Linked DNA regions of Mus musculus: region 2 is linked to region 1. A link is a contact called in public promoter capture Hi-C data. All regions are on one chromosome and are shown on one strand. The core of a region is the stretch at or near the end of the contact, and the rest is flanking DNA. Distances in the headings are between cores, read along the strand shown.

Region 1 (6,515 bases), core at 1,167-3,666:
CATTGCAGGTTCTGGTAATGGCCAGGGTGACTTTCTTTGAATGAGCACTCTTTGAACCCAGGAAGCGGGTGGGTAGAGGAATGTTGCTCTCTTTTTTGATTAGCATACCTTTACAAAGGCCACATTCCCAAGCCTGGGCCTAAAGGCCTAGAATTCTGTTTTTACGTTGTTATACTTTCATTCCCCCCTTCTACTTGTTAGTAGTTCTAATCTTAGAACTAGACACTATTTTTTTCCTGACATACTTGATCCTTTACTTTAGGGCATGGTACTGTTGTCTTAAAACTAAAAGCCACATTGCACTCATTTCTGTTTTAATAAAGGTGACTTGCCTATTTAACACACATGGACCTATAATTAAAAGCAGAAGCAAAATCAAAAGAGGTCCCATAAAGGTAGAAAGTAGGGTCGTCAAGAGTACAAGATAAGGGCCTTTCCACCGGAGTCTTAAGGTTTTCTGTGTGGAGACGTCTAATGTAGCAGGTCTTCTTCTCTTGAGTAGGCCTTCTGGAGCTGCTTTTTCGCTCCTGTCTCACTCACTGGAGCACCTTGAGCCTAGAGAACAAAGGCTGGGAAAGCAGCATGTCAGCACCATGTACAAAGGCTATTTTTACCAGTGGAGGGGGCCCCCTGTAGAGTAATTTATAGGGGGGTCAGTCTAAACTGTCCAGGGGTGTTTTTATCCCTGAAGAGCATAAAGGGTAGGAGAGCTATCTAATCATAGCGCCAGTCTCCGCTGTCAATTTGGTAAGGATCCCTTAATGGTTTTATTAATTTTTTTACCTGTCCTGAGCTTTGGGGCCTGCATGCACAATGTAACTTTTAACCAATCTCTAATATCTTGGCCAGTCTCTGATTTACCTGGGCAACAAAGGCAGGTCCATTACCTTGGGAAGATTTCTTTTAGAAATTCTACCTCATTATAGCACAGGCCTTGAATCAAGCAACCTTTTTGATTGTCTTATTCAGCACAGGTACTCTGTAAGCCAAATTCTTCAGAATGGAACCCCCTAAAATAAAATGACACAGTTTAAGGTGTTATTAAAGGGGGGAGTGAACATTGGGGTCCCATTCCTAAGAAGTTTCTGCAATTGATACTGCCCAGTGAAGAGAAATATCAGCTTTCTCCAATGGAGTCTCATTAGGTAAATTAATCATACTTTAGGGCAGGCTACATAACCAGAAGTAGCTGGCCCACTACTGACTGATGGTATATTTTGTAGACTTTTTGCTTTGTTTGGAGGTTTTTGTTTTCTTTGTTTTGTCTCATGGTCTTTATGGTCTTTTGCTTATTTGTTTTTACATTTTTGAATGTGTGTGTGTGTGTGTGTGTGTTTGAGAGACAGAGAAAGAACGTAAAGTTGGGCGGGTAGGGAGGTGAGAAGGAAGATTTGGGAGGAATTGGGGGAGGGGAAAACATGATCAAAAAAAGAAAAAAAGGTTTTTCAGTGGATGAGTACATAGCCACTTCAAGTACAGAAAACAAGAGGAATAATTTGGAAAATTTACAGAGTTCTTTGGGGGGGGGGGAGAACCCCTGAAGCTGTTTAATAAACAATTTTGAAAATTAGTTTCATGGAGTGTCCTACCTCAGAAGCCAATGTCAAACTTGGAATATTAGGAGTATCAGGTTTCTTGAGGAGACAGCTCAGTCACAATCTTGGTCTCATTCAACCAACTTTCAACAGTGAGGGAATAGCACCATCACATGTCTCTGGCCTCAGGGAGAGGAGGCATCTGAGAGCCAAGGGGGTGGGGGTGGGAATCCAGGAACTGTGGTGCACATATGGAGAAAGGTAGGAGTCAGAATTTAACTGTTGATTTTGGATTGTTCTCAAGTAGTATGTTTGGTTTGCAGATTCTGAGTCAGGTTGGGAAATGTATTAGAGGTTCAAGAACCAAGAATCCAAAGTAAGTGTGTGTGTGTTTGTATGTGTGTGTGTTTAAAGACTTTATAAGCAAGGTTCTATATGCTGGGGAGACACCAGGAATGGCCTTCTATGTTAACCTATATTAAAAGAGGGGAACATATTTTTACAACATAATGTATGTAGCAAGCGGTACCCTACCCCAGGACACCAAGTCACAGCTGCAGTCCAGGCTCATTTAGGCAGTGAGGGAGGGTAAGCAAGCATCACAAATTATCAAGCTAGCTAGTGGAAGATTAGTAGTAGCTGGGCAGAACTAAGGCAGGATTGGGAGAAGGTAGGGGGATTTTCAGCCTGGGCAAAATTCCTATCTTAGAATGACTATTCTATGCACAGAACTAGGAATACAGATAGATTGGCTAAGGGGAGAAATCTGTGTACAAACAGTGTCCATTATGAACTCTACCCCAGCAAAAGTGAAAGGAATTATTGAGAACAAAGGTTGCTGCTAAACTGGACAACACATTGAACTTGGGGATTTCCAACCCAGCTACTCACATATAAGCAGACACAAGGACTCTTTTCTTATTCAGCCTCTGACTACAGACATGGCTTCTGTCCGCACCTGTGTAAGTTGGGGTTTGGTAAACGAATGGGAAGGAAAAGTATTTCCATGTATTGGGGGTACAGTTCCACAACTTGGGAGGGGACAGTGGTCTAGAAGGTGAGGCAGTTGGGTGAGAAACATTTAGGAGAAAAGGCAGACATTGATAACTGCACAATAGGAAGAGGGTACTCTGAAGAGAGGTTGGTCATTTGACTTATTAAACTTTTAAAATATTTTATTTATTATATGTGTGCATGTATATGGTGGGTCAGAGCCAGAAGATAACCTTCAGGAGTCAGTTCTCTCTCTTCACCACATAGGTTCTAGGGATCAAGCTTAAAGGTGAGGCTTGGCAGCAAGAGATTTTATTGACTGACTGATTGATTGATTGATTTACTTATTTGTTATTTATTTAAACAGCTGAGCCATTTTTGCCATCCCCACTTAGGAGAAATGGTAGGACACTTTGCTTCATGAGGCTGGCAAGATGTGAAATTAGGAAAATAACTTACAGAGTTCTCAGCCTTAAGCGTCTCTCTCTTTTCAAAGGAAAACTTCATAAAACTTGTTTTTCTTGTTATTGGTGACATAACTAACACATTACCTTAAACAGGTTATGCTCCAATGTAAAGAATGTGCAATTAGGGCAATGTCCAATACAAGACAAAACTGAAGAAGAATATGGAATATCTAGGTTGGGAAGGTTCCTTGAATGGAGTATGAGGAAGTTTTCATAAAGTTTACAGGCCTGATTCTTCCCTAACTTAATTCTTCAGTAAATGAAGTTAAACTCAGATATAGTTTTTGTCTTCTGTGAATGGGATCCTGGTCTAATTTAAAAAGGATATTATGTTCTATATCAATGGATATAAAATACAAGAGATACACATTAACACCATTAAGCACAGCATCACCACAACATGGACATTACCAGAAATGGACGGGAACATTAATAAGAACGCAGCAGTGTAGAGACTATGTCTTAACTAGGGTTCTTTCTGAATTAGTCACAGAGGGTGAGTCATGGCTGAGAGCATTCTGTGAGGCTGCCAAATCTTGGAAATCCTCTTTGGGTTTGCTTAGGGATCTGTATACAACGTTTGAAGCCCTATAGTTTCACGAAGCCGATGTTCTGATTTGGGTTATGATGTAGGAATCAAAAGTTGCAAGAGAGGGAGAGATGCAGACTGTTGAGAAGGAGCCAGAGGGCCAACCAGGAGAACAGTGAAGCTGAGGAGTAGGGGGTAGAGGGTGGCAGGCGTTCTTAGATGACGCTCTTGGCTTTCTTTGCCTAGGTTGTCCGTTCAGACCAATGGCGGTTAATGACCTTTGAGACCACTGAGAATGACAAAGTGAAGAAGATAAATGAACATATTAGGTCCCAAACCAAGGTCTCTGTACAGGACCAGATCCTTCTGCTAGACTCCAAAATCCTCAAGCCCCATCGAAAATTGTCATCCTATGGGATTGACAAGGAAACCACTATCCACCTTACCCTGAAGGTGGTGAAGCCCAGTGATGAAGAGCTGCCCTTGTTTCTGGTGGAGTCCAAAAACGAGGGGCAAAGGCACCTCCTCCGAGTTCGAAGATCCAGCTCAGTGGCCCAGGTGAAAGAGATGATCGAGAGTGTGACCTCTGTGATCCCTAAGAAGCAGGTTGTGAATTGCAACGGAAAGAAGCTGGAAGATGGAAAGATCATGGCTGACTACAACATCAAGAGTGGCAGTTTGCTCTTTCTGACAACACACTGCACTGGGGGATGACCACGGGGATGCGGTGATGAGAAGCTCAAAGCCGATTTCCTCTGAGCTATTACCAATCACATCTCTTGATGATATAAAAAATTAACGAGAATGAAATAAATATTTGAGGGAAGTGGAGTAGATTAAAAGTATTTGTCAAGTCTGTGAATCTTGTTTCTAACATAGTTCATTCGCAGGGTTGTTGATGAGGGCAAAAGCTGAACCTTTAGTCAGGTGTGGTGGTGCAAACTTAATTCCAGGACTTGGGATGCAGGGGAAGGTGGATCAATGAATGATTGTTGAACCAAATTGAATTTTAATTATAGAGTATAGAGAAAGAATGTGTTATGGAATATGATTGTTTACCATAACTGGATCATAGTCTAATAAATTATTTAAATTCAGTCATCATCTTCTTAAAGATATTTGGTATGAAATAAAACCTAACACCCTCTCCACGTGTCGGGTGGGCAAGGAAGGGGAAGAGCCTTATCCTATCCGGCAGATGGGAGTCCCAGTTTAACCAGGGCCAGCACAATTGCCTATTATTTGCAGACATTCTTTGACGTTCTGTAGTGGGCATGGTGACCTGGCTAGGTTTGCATTAGCTGGACTGGCTCCCCAAGAATGGAAACCATGTCTTGTTTCTGGAAGAGATCTCTGTAAGGTGGGGCCCATAACTTCTTTGTTAACCCGAGAGAGACTCCACCTGATGGGCGAGGTCATGGAATTTTTTAAGGTCTTTTGTAAGCCTGGAGAAAAAAATAAAGGTCAGCACCAGGGTGCTCATCATCTTATCTCCAGGTGGATTCTTCAGGGCTGGTACAAAGTCTCCTCAGAGTGCATCTGACCCCCTCCTGCATCCTGCTTCCCTCCTTACTGAGAGTCCCAAGAGCCATTTACCACATCACCATTTAAGAGTGTTTATATATTTCAGGAGTCCCCTCTCCGCACCCCGCAAGAATTCAAACCCTACCCGGTGAGAGAAAAGAATCTCGCTACTAACCCAGAACTCACGGAGCACAAAACTTGCAGATCCTTATGCACAGACAAAAATTATGAGCATCCTATTTCCAGGACTCTGAGCCCTTCTCAGTTTTTTCACTGTCCCACCTATGGCCTCCCCAGACTCCGCAAGAGCCTCAGTGCCGCCCCCTTCACTTCCTTGTTCCTCAGTGTGTAGATGAGAGGATTGAGAGCGGGAGTGACCACCGTGTAGAAGAGCGAGACGAATTTGCCACGGCCCTGGTTGTAACTATGCGTGGGTTGCAGGTAGGTGTAGGTGGCAGAGCCATAAAATAGGCAGACCGCGGTCAAGTGAGAGCCACATGTGCTCGCCGCTTTCCGCCAGCCAGAGCTGGAGTGCATGCCCCAGACCGCGCGGCCCACGGCGATGTAGGAGGCCAGGATGACCGCCGAAGGCACCAACAGGATGACCACACGCGCGGCGAACATCTGGCGCTCGGTGGCGCTGCGGCCGCCGCGGCAGGCCAGCTGCAGCAGCGCCGGCAACTCGCAGATGAAATGGTCCAGACAGCGGGGTGCGCACAGGGGACGCGCGGCCAGCAGGGCGGTCTGCGCCGCGGAGTTGGCCAGGCCACCGAGCCAGGAGACTCCGGCCAGCGTGCGGCACAGTAGCGGCGAGGCCAGTGAGGTGTAGCGCAGAGGGTTGCATACCGCAGCCGCGCGGTCCAGCGCCATGACGGCCAGCAGCACGCACTCGGCGGAGCCCAGCGCCAGCGATGAGCACAGCTGAGCCATGCACCCAGCGCGCGGTAGCTGCAGCATTGAGCCGCGCAGGCTGGCCAGCAGCGGTGGCACCACACTAGTGGTGAAACCCACATCCACCAGAGCCAAGTGGCAAAGGAAGTAGTACATGGGTGTGTGCAGGCGAGGGTCGCGAATGGCCAGCAGCACCAACGCCGCGTTGCCGGTGAGCGTTAGTAGGTAGCAGAGAAGGACCAGTGCGAAGAGGACAGGCTGCAGAGAGGGCCAGTCGCTGAAACCCAGCAGTAGGAAGCGCTCCGCTGAGCTGTGGTTAGCCTGAGGGGGAAAACTCCAAGAAGGTTCGGAAGGCGAGACAAAAATATTTAATGCTAGACAGTGTTGCGGGCCTTGCGCTGGGAGGCAAAGGCCAGAAATTTCTGTGAGTTCGAGGCCAGCCAGAGCTACATAGTAAAACCCTGTCTTACCGCTAACCACAACAAACAAGAACCTCCAATATGGGATAAACTCGGCACATGCCCAAGTTTTGGTTTTGTTACATAGCCACATCCCAGTATTCCTTTACAAGTCCTT
Region 2 (6,515 bases), core at 1,364-3,863, 76 kb after region 1:
CTCTATCACCAGATCCACTAAAGTCTCTCTCTCTCTCTCTCTCTCTCTCTCTCTCTCTCTCTCTCACACACACACACACACACACACATCCTGAATATATTTACAACATATCAAATGCTTGATCACACAGCCTATCCTGAGATCTGAAAGTTTCACGGACACCCAGAGTACACATCCCTCTCCCACAAATCTATAAACAAACCAGGAAAATAAAAGATTTCCAGACAGTGACTTATACAGTGAACCTACTCTGTCTATGGTGTAATTTTCACCACCTGCAATTAAAGATGTCCCCCACTTACCCTCACTCACCCATTGCTGTGGTCTAAACTTCCTTTCAACAGAGGGAAAAAAAATAAGACCCTGTAAATCCATGTGAAGGCACATTACACATAAGCCAAGATTTCAAGAGATAGAGGGTCACTAGGCCCTCTGCACATATGTAACAGTTGCTCAGCTTGGTCTTCTTGTGGGACTCCTAACGGCAGGAGCAGGGGCTGTCTCTGACTCTGTTGTCTGCCTTTGAATTCCTTTTCCCTAACTGGGATGCCTTACCTAGCTTCAGTAGGAGAATATGTGCCTAGTCTTCACTGCAAGTTGAAATGCTAAGGAGGGTTGATATCCATTGGAGGATCCTTTTGTGAGGAGAGAGGGAGGGGAGTGGAAAGGGAGAGATTGGGAAGAAAGGAGAAAGGGGAAACTGTGATAGGGATTTAAAGTATAAAAAAAAACTGAATTAATAATTTTTTAAAAAAGAGTTGAAAAGGTTAGTTCACCTGAGCTACATTGAGATTTTCACACTAGCTTGGCCTATAGGACAACTTGTCTAAGGAAGGATGGGAGTGAGGGATGAAAGAAGGGAGGGGTAAAAGAGAAAGTGAGAGATATAGAAATAGGGGGAAATGAGAGAAATTTTATGCCAGTATTACATCAGTCTAAGCTGCAGTACATACTTTAAAATGGATAGATGAATTTACTTATACTTACAATACTTAATCTCAGCAGATCTCACTTTGTGTTCTGACAGAGGGAAGACCAGAATGAACCCTCTCATACTTTCCCAGCAGCATCTTGGGCATTAACATCTTGGGGTTTTCTCTCCAAGGAATCACTCTGTCCAAATTTCATTTCCCATAAGAATCAAGCCACTCATTTTCTTTTTGTTCTAGTCATTTCATTGATGTTGAAAATAATAACATTTTGGTAAAACCTTTGGCCAATTACAAGAGAGGAAAGGGTGGCAATAATATCAAAGGTGGGGCAGCGCCACAGCAGTTCTTGAGAAATCCAACATATAGTGAATGCAGAAAGTCATGAAACTTAGAGTAATATACTGCAAATTAAAATGACGAGCTTTAAGCTGAGTTCTACTGACACCGTGGATCATTTGTGATCAAACATGGAGTCTGAACCAGGCATGGCATTGCACACCTTTGACCCCAACACTCAGGAGGCAGAGGCAGGAGGATCTCTGTGAGTTCAAGGCCACATCAACTACCAATTGAGTCCAGGACAGATAGGACTAAGAAACCCTGTCTCAAAATATAAAACAAGACAAAACAACATGGAAATTGAGCAATAGGGGTGAGAGTTTGGCTAATTTACCTGTAGGGACTGCTGTTTATATACAGCAAGTGGGCCTATTGAAATACAGCATACCATCTAAACAGTTCATTTATGACATTTGTGACTAATATGATTTCTGAGTGAAAATTGAGTAATCATATTGTCTATGGCAAACCATCAAACTGCTAAAATCAACTTTAGATTCATTAGTCTTTATCTCAATATTTTTGTTTAAATATTGTCCTTGTTTTCTATCTGCCAGAGCTATTTCCCAAATTGCCAACTGTGTTAATGAATCTGCATCCAAGTCAGTTTCCTGTGCCTACACTGATTCCAAGAACTCTTGCTTGGATCCCCAGTGGGATGGGAGGACTTTAGAGCTTGCAAACAAGAAAAACTCAGGGGCTTCCACTCCTAATAACTAAAAGGTTTGACCATAAGACCTCTTGGAACATTTCTTACCAGAGCTCCTCATCTCACTGTGTTACTGAACTCCCTAGCTGAAGACAACCTTGAACTCCTTCCAAAATCCTATATGTCCTGGAGACTGGGTTTATAAGTGTGCACCCCAAGTGATAATTATTGGTAGACCTAACTCATAAAACTTATCCATGGAGTTTGCCTGGGTCTTATTTCCAGAACTCATGTGGCAATTGATAGGACCAGTATCACAAGTTCCAGGGTGTCAGATGCCCACTTCTAGCCTCTGCTGTCACCAGGCATTCATGAGGTGCACATACATAAATATAAGCAAAACATCAGTACACATAAAACAAAACGAAAAAAAAACCGTTTTGTTTGTTTTAGAGAACATACTGATCCTAGAATATTAAAAATGTTCTAGGAAACGTGACATTAAGTACTCAGTGTAGGAGAACAGAGATCAAATCCAAGCCCAGTTTCCAGGTTTAACCCAGCATTGGAGATTCCCCCATTTCCTCTGAGGTTTCACTTCTCTGTAACTCTGTAAACTTTGTCGGGTACTTTTGCCCGGATACTGATGACGCTTCTCCAATTCCCATTCTAATTGGTTGGCGTGTACTTAGCGAATCTAATCAGGGCTACCACGGGAAGGATGGGGTCCTCAAGCAACCGCGCTCTCCTGCACATGGTGGTGGTCTCTTTGGCTGTTACCCAAACAGGTTCTGGTGAGTTCAGGGGTCGGGAAGTAAATAACCTCTAAAGAGAGGATCACGGCATCGGGACCAGGTGCTCGGGGATCCCTTTTCTGCCGGGACCTGAGTTCCGCTCCCTGCCCCACCCCCAACCCAATGCTTGTTCACTGGCCCGGGGTTATCAGGGAAGAGTTCTGAAGTTACCCTGCCTCGCCCCCAGGCTCACATTCACTGCGCTATTTCCACACTGCGGTGTCACGGCCGGGCCGTGGGGAGCCCCAGTATATCTCTGTGGGCTATGTTGACGACGTGCAGTTTCAGCGCTGTGATAGCATTGAGGAAATTCCGAGGATGGAACCTCGTGCACCTTGGATGGAGAAGGAAAGACCAGAGTACTGGAAGGAGCTGAAACTCAAGGTCAAGAATATTGCACAAAGTGCCAGAGCAAACCTTCGGACCCTGCTCCGCTACTACAACCAGAGTGAAGGCGGTGAGTGACCCTAAGCCTGGGTCAGACTCCTTCCTGTCTGTCTACTGCCAAACCAGAGTAGCCCTGGGTGCCAGGTTAGATGTTTGGAGTTGGGCTTCAGAGCTCTCAGAAACCTTTAACCGGTTTCACTTTCAGTTTAGGTCCAAATCCTGTTGGCGGGCGGAGCAGGGTGAGGTGGCTAAGGCTGACACCCTGTTTGTGGCTAGGCTCTCACATCCTGCAGTGGATGGTTTCCTGTGAGGTAGGGCCAGACATGCGCCTTCTTGGAGCCCACTATCAGGCTGCGTATGATGGCTCAGATTACATCACCCTGAATGAAGACCTGAGCTCCTGGACTGCAGTGGACATGGTGTCTCAGATCACGAAGAGCCGTTTAGAGTCAGCTGGCACAGCAGAGTACTTCAGGGCCTATGTGGAGGGAGAGTGCCTGGAGCTGCTCCACAGATTCCTGCGGAATGGCAAGGAGATTCTTCAGCGAGCAGGTATGAGGAACAACTAGGAACCACTTTTAGTAAGCAAAGATAACCCCCTCAAACATACAAGTGAGGCTCTTGATGTCTGGGGAGGGAGGAAATACCAGATCCGCTGGAATACTGCACAAGGAGGAGGAAGAGTGGTACTGGCCTTCCTGATCCAACATCAGAGAGTGACTGTCCCCAGGGCTGACCCTACTTTCAGAACATTTGAATCTGTCCCAGAATGGAAGGAGAAAACACCCTGAGATACACAACCAACCACTTCCATTCAGTCTGCAGCTCATTGTGTACCATGGCCTCTTTCAGGTCTGGTTCTCTCAACACCCCTAATGTCTTTGGAAGTCACACTGCACTAATGCTGTGAGTCTCTGCTCAACCTAATCAGGACTAGAGATGGGAAATGTGAAGCTCCCTACTAGATTTTCTCTTAGGGCTTCTATTGCTACAAAGAAACACCATGGCCAAAAGCAAGTTGGGGAAGAAAGGGTTTATTTGGCTTACCCTTTCAGCACTGTTTGTCATTGAAGAAAGTCAGGACAGAAAGTCAAATAACTGATCTACATGACATGGAGGAGTGCTGCTTCCTGTCTTGCACCCCATGGCTTGCTCAGCCTGCTTTCTTATAGAACCCAGACCTCAAGCCCAGCGATGGAACCACCCACAATGAGTTGGGCCCCACAGCATCAATCACTAATTAAGAAAATGACCTCTAGTCTTGCCTACAATTTGATCTTATGCTGTCATTTTGTTAACGGAGATTCCCTCCTCTCATATAACTTTAGTTTGTGTCAAGTTGACATAAAACTATCCAGTGCACTAACCCTGATTTTAGAACATTCCAAGGAATGGATCATGATAGGTCCCTGGATCCAGACTCCCGTATGGTGCTTACATCCCTCCTGTGCCCTAATTCTGTCCATCCAGAGGATGCTCCTATGATCTCCAATGACTCTCCAAAAATAATGCAAAATACTTGAATTTTCCACCTTTCCCCCACCCAGATCCCCCAAAGGCACATGTGGCCCATCACCCGAGACCCAAAGGTGATGTTACCTTGAGGTGCTGGGCTCTGGGCTTCTACCCTGCTGACATCACCCTGACCTGGCAGAAGGATGAAGAGGACCTGACCCAGGACATGGAGCTTGTGGAAACGAGGCCTTCAGGGGATGGAACCTTCCAGAAGTGGGCAGCTGTGGTGGTGCCTTCTGGAGAGGAGCAGAGATACACATGTTATGTGCACCATGAGGGGCTAACCGAGCCCCTTGCCCTGAAATGGGGTAAGGAAGAGAAGGGTAACAGAGTCAAGGAAAGAAGGAGCCTAGATTAAGATCAGAACTGAGAACTGGGCATCATGACTCTCACCCTCCACTCCTTTCCCAGGAAGATCGTCTCAATCATCTGTCGTCATCATGGTCATCGTTGCTAGTCTGGTTCTCCTGGGAGGTGTGATCACTATTGTTGTGGTGTGCAAGAGGAGGGGTGCAGGTAAGCAAAAGGGTTGACTGAGTCCTTTTTCTCACCTCTGGACTCCAGGTCTTAGTTGGAATTGTTCCTGCCTGTTCACTGGGTAGACATTTGGCCCACCATCTCAAAAGACACAATAGTTTATTTTATGTTATTGTCTATCTATGAGTATATGATGTAGATGCTGTGTTTATAATGTAGGTATACGCTAGTCATATATGTATGTATGTATGTACATACATATGTGTGTATGTGTCCATGTGTATGTTTATGTGTATGTATGTGTAAGCCAGTGGTCAGTACTGTATGTCTCCCTCCATACTTCTTATCTTTTTTTTGAGATAGGATCTTACTAATTTGGTTAGATCAGCTAGCCAGTAAACTCCAGGGATTCTCCTATTTCTGCTTCCCTAGTACTGAGATTATAGATGTGAATCAACCACATGCAGACAGACTCAATATACACAGTTTAGACAACTTACATCTAAATCACAAATAACTAAATGTTAAAAGATCAAATTTCCAAAATTACAATTCTGGGAAAATATTTTTTTGATTCATGTAAAGACTTTTAGCTACATTTTGAAGAGGTGTTTACTTAAGATGCATAAAGTATCAGAGAGGTCTCCTTATTCATGTTTGCATGGGTATAGTAATGAAAGTCACACTGATGTACATTTATGAACAATTAACTAGGAAGAAGTATCACAAACAAATGCTAGCCTTGCCTGAGTCTCTGTGCTGACAATCTGCTGTGCATAGGATCGTGGGAAAGAAAAGACATAATCAGAGTGGAAGGTTCCTGCTGAGAACAGATCCTCCAAAAGACTTTATTACACTTCCTTTATATCTTACATGTTCTACATCCTTCCCTGAGCCTGCAGTCCTAGTTCTATCGGCTTCCCTGGGGCTAGGATTAAGGCTTTTCATAGACTTTCATGGCCCTGCTGCCTCCCTGGCCTCTTACCCACTGTTTTCTTTCCACAGGGGAAAGATGAATCAGTTATACTCAGACTGCCAGTAAGTATGGTGGGATATGGTTCCTGATATGAGATAAGGTGGACAGGAGCCCATGGGGCAACACAGCCAGCTCATCTTGTGGTGTCTGATCAAGTCTCATTTGTTCTGTTAAAGGCAGGAACAGTGATTAAGTTCTGATGCTTCTTTCACCATTTAGAAAGGTAAGAAGTTGCCGGGCCTAACCTGTAGCATGTGGTGGAACAGAGGATAGACCCCTGGGTTATGGGGACTCTAACAATGGGACATTTGAGCTGAGTACTTTAGAGTATCACACCTCCCAGGAAAGTTTGAATTTCTTCTATTTTCTTCCCCAGTATGAAAGAAAGCCTTGCCTTGTGTGGGACTGAGTTTACAGCATGTGTTCTGATCTCTCCTTCTGTACTA

The links. Capture Hi-C pulls out chosen DNA fragments and counts their contacts.
Region 2: a promoter capture Hi-C map of pancreatic islet shows a contact between it and region 1. The contact joins the promoter of H2-M3 here to the promoter of Ubd in region 1. A contact is called at or near these places in 1 of 39 promoter capture datasets (macrophages), 1 of 15 datasets of contacts at CTCF or cohesin (the NIH/3T3 cell line), 1 of 484 Hi-C or Micro-C datasets (Th1 cells), 1 of 115 datasets of contacts at active chromatin or transcription factors (embryonic stem cells) and 3 of 9 other capture datasets (adipose tissue, liver and pancreatic islet).

The regions. Positions count from the first base shown.
Region 1 is chr17:37,191,476-37,197,990 of GRCm38.p6, forward strand. Ubd (ubiquitin D) reads left to right here and starts at 2,417. Exons shown (of 2, transcript NM_023137.3): 1 at 2,417-2,497; 2 at 3,771-4,626. The coding sequence starts at 2,477. The coding sequence ends at 4,238. Olfr94 (olfactory receptor 94) reads right to left here and starts at 6,491. Exons shown (of 1, transcript NM_001011518.1): 1 at 5,331-6,491. The coding sequence starts at 6,491. The coding sequence ends at 5,331.
Region 2 is chr17:37,267,621-37,274,135 of GRCm38.p6, forward strand. H2-M3 (histocompatibility 2, M region locus 3) reads left to right here and starts at 2,614. Exons shown (of 8, transcript NM_013819.2): 1 at 2,614-2,714; 2 at 2,902-3,171; 3 at 3,378-3,653; 4 at 4,649-4,924; 5 at 5,028-5,132; 6 at 6,099-6,131; 7 at 6,246-6,292. The coding sequence starts at 2,642. The coding sequence ends at 6,109.